2 separate regions of the Cricetulus griseus genome follow, and region 1 is linked to region 2. Evidence: chromatin contacts called from public Micro-C data. All regions are on one chromosome and are shown on one strand. Each heading gives the region's core, a stretch centred on a gene start, on an enhancer-like site or on the middle of the called end of the contact. The rest is flanking DNA. Distances are from core to core; before and after follow the strand shown. Region 1 overlaps Acoxl (acyl-coenzyme A oxidase-like protein). Region 2 holds the start of Bcl2l11 (bcl-2-like protein 11).

Region 1 (2,700 bases), core at 110-2,609, 230 kb after region 2:
ATAGCGCCACCAGCTAACGTCTGATTGGTTCCTTGTCACGAGGCAGGCATCTGACTTTCTAGTGACTAAGACAAGGTCAAACAAGCACGTGTTCGGCCGCTATGACTGCCGAAAGGGGAGCTGGTCCCTTCAGTATAATAGGCAGAGAAATTCAAAATTATTACAATGGATTTAGTTTTTTTAAAAATTCCTCTGGAAACCTTCCATAAATGCCCATCATAAATGGTCCCTTTCCCCATAAAAGAACACCAGTACACAGACTGCCTCAGCCTTGTCCCTCCCTTAACCGTTTTGGTGCACAGATGCTGGGGACCAGGGAAAACTACCACTCCTAGAAAAAGTCAGCATCCCACCAAAGATCAATTAGATGGGTAGAGATCTGGATTCTAGCCCAGCCACTAGTCATCTGACATCTGACAAATTCCAGAATCTCCATTATTTTCAATATGGTCAATTTTTAAATCTTTGGTTTAGCTCAGTTGCTCCAAGGAAATATGACTGTGTATCACAGTGATCCAGGAGCAGCTGTGGGTAGGGCTTGTGCAAGACACTCAGAGGCCTATCACTTGAGAATGACCCTGCTTTTGAGTAAGAACTGGACCCCAGTGAACTGTGAGCCCTGAAAAACTCTGGGAAAATGGTTATATTGTTTTGGATCCATTATTTCTACATAACATATAAGAATCATAAATACATCCATCTCACAGGACAGCTGAGATGACAAAATGGGCGATTATACATAAAATGCTTAAAACATTGTCCCTTAACAGGAGGCTCCCAACATAGCCAGTGACAGTCCGACTGTGGCTTTTCTCTTTGGGCCCCTTTATCTATCAACCTACTAAAGCAATGGACAGGAGCATGGAATAGTGAACTGTGAAGAAAAGGGACCATGGCCCTCACAGGTGTTCGTCCTCCATGGAAATGGGTTCAGGCAGAAACACTAAGAAAAACCTGACAGCCATCAATTATCCAACCTTCTAGGTGGCACAGACAATGATCCCCCAATGACAGGAGACAGAGTTTCTATGAAGCAATGAAGCTCCCCACAGCTTGCAGCCCAGGTACTCTGTCCCAGGTAAGTAGGCTTCCAAGCTAGGTAAGGCCAGCTCCCTTCCTAGCAGAGCACAGGCAAGGAGCATTGTAAACAGTTCACAGCCATGGCAGCGTCACAGTCTCCTTTACAGCTGCTGTGTCTGTACCAAGGGCCTCAGAAAGCTGGGTTCCCAAAGGCCTACTCAGCCTCTGGTGACTCACTGACAAGGAGCCCTGATCCTTGAACTGCTGGCATGGTCACAGCATCTAATGTCCCTTTGCCACATCAGACAAGGAGTAATGCCCCAGGACTTCCCTCTCCTTCAGCACTGAAAAACTCCAACCCTGCCACGTGCTCTGAGGGTGTCCATCTGGTAAACATGACCTGGATATGTGACTCAGGAGGCATGGGCTGCATGCCAACTATAGGTTACTCTGCCAGCGATCAAGAGGCTTCTTCACTCAGAAATAACACACAATGCAATGGGGGTGGAGTGCCGCTCAGTGGCCAAACTGGTGTTCTTTGTGTAAGAAGCCCTAGATTCAATCCCAAACATGGCAGAGTGTAGGGCTTCAATTAGATCATGTTCTCTGAGGTTCCTTTCAATCCACAATACTCTTAAGGCTCTCCCTTTACGATGTATTAGCCTCAGGTCTGTCTCCATCACCACCACTTCTATCCGCCTCCCAGGATAACCCTGGATGTTCCCTCTCATAGTCTACAGTTCCTGTGGTGCACGCTGAGTCTCTGTGGGGCGTGCGCCTGTTCCAGGTCACATCTACCACCGCTGTCCCGCTGAAAAGGAAGGTATTCAGCACATATGCACGGAGCTAAGTACAAAAAGGAAATTCTTCCAAACACCCACTTCAAACACGAATGCTTATCTCTAGCTGTATTTATCTCCAGCACCTCGGACTTTATGGGAAAATACAGTAGTTAAATCTTTTAAAAGACTAGTGTTGCTGAATACACACCTACACTCCCAGTAACTAGAATGCAGAGGCAGGAGGAGCTCTGTGACTTGGAACACAGCCTTGTCTACAAAGGGAGTTCCAAACCAGCCAGGGCTTCATAGTGAGATCCTGGCTCAAACAGAAAAGACAAATGTTTAAGTTTCTGTTGTGAAAAATGTAAACACAGAGACAACACAGCAATGTGTAATTATTTTCATATCCACCCAAGGTGATACAAAGGGCTTTGTTTTTGTTTGGTTGTTCTCCTAAGAGACATTTATGAGTCAAATTATACCTTGAAGTCATCAAAATCACTCTGGATTATTTACAAGCTTGATCTTGAGCCCGGCAACCACACAGCTGACGCACTCCTGTGCTCACAGTGACAATAAGAAGCTAAATAAACTGATGGCAGCGGCGAAATCCCAGCCACTCTGACACCCAACACAGAGCAAACACACAATGGCAAGGCAACAATCTGCAAATTGGTATTTGCTGCCCTCTGGTGATCAATCCTGGGAAGTTTCGAAACCGGAGACCTGGAAGTGCATTCTTCACACAGATGTGTGCCCCCACCCCCACAACCCCACATCATCTAGGCTAAAGCCATCATCCCACTAGACTTCTGAGCATCAGAGCAGGTCCTGGTCCTCTGCTCTCCGTGTGTGTGTGTGTGTGTGTGTGTGTGTGTGTGTGTGCGCGCGCGCGCGC
Region 2 (2,700 bases), core at 91-2,590:
AGTCTCGAAGGCAATGGTGTCACACACCCCACCCCATCCCCTTCTCTTTCGCCACAACAGCCGGGAGAAGTTGGTCTGGAAATAGAGCGCCGGGCATCCTCAGTGTGAAGACTGAGGAATCTCGATTTAAGGGCTACTCAGTCCTCATCCAGGCTGGCAGAGAGAAGGAAGTGACCTTTTCATGAACAAGTGACAGGACCTATCGCACCAATGTCGGACCATCTTGGTAATTTCGGTGTTTATTACCGGTTCTAACGTCAGCGTGACACACCACAGCCTTAGGTTAAAGTCTTGGTTCTCAAGTGATTGAGGGAGATCAAAGAAGCTACTGGTTCCCAGGGGAGCTGGGAGGCTCGCGGCAAAGCCATGTGGGCCAGGGGTGTTCGCTACAAGAGCGCACAGGGCATTGGCATTTGCAGCCAAGTAAGCGGCAACTCCAGGTCTATCCTGGCCATGGCTGCAAGCTAGTCCTGTGACTTGGCCACTCCGCATCCCACCCATGCAACCGGGTATACCGCTGCTCCGAGAGCCTCCAGCCAACAAGTCTGCGGGCTCCGCATTTCAGCCGGGAGCCAGGCACTTCAGAATCGGACTAGAAAAGAACCACACAAGGGGGAAAAAAAGTCTTATCGCCCGTTTCTTTGTAGGAGGAGTCTGCCCCGGAGTTTTCCGATTTTGCGACTCTGAGCTCGCTAAAAGAAAAATACAGGCACTGGGTGTGCTCTTATTTAGTAGGACTTAACTAGGAAGCCGGTCTGGAAGTGGAGGCTCTTGCATCACCAGCGAACCAGGCAGTTTAGGGAGCTTCCACTAAGTGTCTCATGACATGCTGGGCCCTTGCACCCTTCTCCTGCAGCGTCAGGAGAACTCCTGGGATCAGATTTGACAGCAGAGAAGAGCTACGTGGGAAGGGTCAGTGGGTCACCCGTGCCTTCCCGATGCTGGCAACCGGATGTAGAGAGAGGGAAGCGAGATGATGGCTCGATTTGAGAATGAAACTGGGCAACCCCAAAGTCAGGACATAAATGAGAAATTCATTTCCGCCTGTGTAATCTCTCCAAATTCCAAAACCAGTTTATTGCAGCTATTCCCCAGGCCTCCCTCTCCTACCCCCTCCAAGCCGCGGGAGCACTTTTCTATTGCTTAATTTATTAAACTTTACATCTACGCTTCTCTAAAGGGCGGATTACAGTTTAGCGCGGTGAAACGCTTGTCGCGTGTCGTCCTGCAGTCCGGAGATCGCCTACCTGGTAGGACCAGCTCGACTCCAGGGTCACGCTCCCCTTTCTCGCCAGCGTGTTTCCTAGCAGAGCCGGAGCAAGTCTGATTCACTAATCATCCCTTGCTGAACTTTTGCCCGCGCTTGGAGTGGGTGGAGCTTTTCTCCACCCCTTTTGCCTGAGGGCGTTTGATTTTTATGTTTTGATTTTTTTTTTTCACCCAGCACCCGAGTTTTTCGAAGTCACTAGGAATCTGAGTCACCGATGACAGCGGAGATCTTTGGTGGCACCGGGCTCTGGGCAAGACCACCCGATTGTCTGGGGATCCAGCGCCGCGGCTTGGAGAGGCCAAGGCAAGGGCCAAGAAAAGTTACCAGATCGGGATAAATTACAGTACTCCCTGGCGTCCACCTATTCTCCTCCCTGACAACCTGTCCTGAGCCTTGCCAGACTTAGCCGGACCTCCACCTTTGTGTGACCAAAACCCCCAAGGGTAGCGGCCCTGCACCTGCCACTTAGGCCTCTGCTCCAGCTCTGGGAGCTATTTGAAGAGAACTAGGTGGCAAGCTGCGGACCAGCCACTACATTTCTCCATACGCCTGGCTCACAGCTTGGATGGCTGGGAGCGTGCCCCTTCCCGCACCAGTGTTGGCGTAGGCGCCGGGTAGAAGGCCCAGGCAGCCCAGGGCTTGAGTACTCCAGCGATTGGTGCATGGAGGTTGGTGTGTGGAATGTTGAAGGCAGAGATCACTTTCAGGGCGTCATCCTTCACCGACTCGCACAAATTCAGCAACTGCAAAACACGACACAAAGGGACAGGTCGGATGTGGGAGCGTTCACGGAAGACTTTCCATCCGCCCCCAATCACTCAGAAGGGCAGAAATTCCCCACAACACAGGAAGTTATTGTTTCTAAACAACCTGTGTCTTCTTTAAAATTTCTAACTATTTGACCGCCCCACCCCCACCCCGCCAGGTCCGGCCGAAATCTAGGTTTTTCCGTGAAGGGTCTCAGGGTAAGGGTTCTTTCTCAAGATTATCCTGGTAACTAGAGACCAAGGTCTGAGAATTAACGCTGCCTCCTCTCCCTCCCTTTTCTTCTTCCCGCCCTTCTTCTCCACCTCTGGAGTGCCACCCTCTGGCGCTCAAAGGCAACTGACAAGAAGAGCCTCTGAAAAGAGGAGCGGGAGAAAAGACCAGCCCCATCTCTCCAGAAGAGTGCTAACAGAGACTGAAAGGCAGCAGGCAAGGGTCCCTGAGACTGGAATGAACCACCAAGCAAGCCAAGGCTAGGTGCTGATCACTTTCTGCGAGCTCCAACTATGTAAAATGGATTAGCGGTCGCCCGCACTCTGCTAGCTAGTGCAGGTACATCCAAATAGACTTCACCGAAGGGAGGGTCTGTGGCCGGCCAGAGCTTTGAAGAAGTTGCACTGGCTGGCTATGTTTCTTTCATTTTCCATGATTTAGATGCCAGCACA

What was found. Hi-C and Micro-C count contacts between places; a contact is called where the count stands out from the background.
Region 1: a contact with region 2 is called in a Micro-C map of the CHO-K1 cell line, with 4 times the contacts expected there. The contact joins the enhancer-like site here to the promoter of Bcl2l11 in region 2. A contact is called at or near these places in 5 of 8 Hi-C or Micro-C datasets (the CHK-Q cell line, the CHL-YN cell line, the CHO-K1 cell line and 1 more).

The regions. Positions count from the first base shown.
Region 1 is chr6:50,696,677-50,699,376 of CriGri-PICRH-1.0, forward strand. The region is part of intron 8 of Acoxl (acyl-coenzyme A oxidase-like protein); the gene reads right to left. Among named protein-coding and RNA genes, the nearest start is that of Acoxl, 34 kb to the right of the region's middle. Within about 2 kb of position 1,360, at least 2 of the 6 cell types and tissues checked have open chromatin away from gene starts, as enhancers often do. A contact at or near this core is called in the CHO-K1 cell line and fibroblasts, where this site is marked.
Region 2 is chr6:50,465,655-50,468,354 of CriGri-PICRH-1.0, forward strand. It overlaps Bcl2l11 (bcl-2-like protein 11), which reads right to left and starts at 1,341. Exons shown (of 4, transcript XM_027421857.2): 1 at 1,248-1,341. It overlaps Acoxl (acyl-coenzyme A oxidase-like protein), which reads right to left. Exons shown (of 19, transcript XM_035446222.1): 18 at 1,248-2,013. The coding sequence ends at 1,825.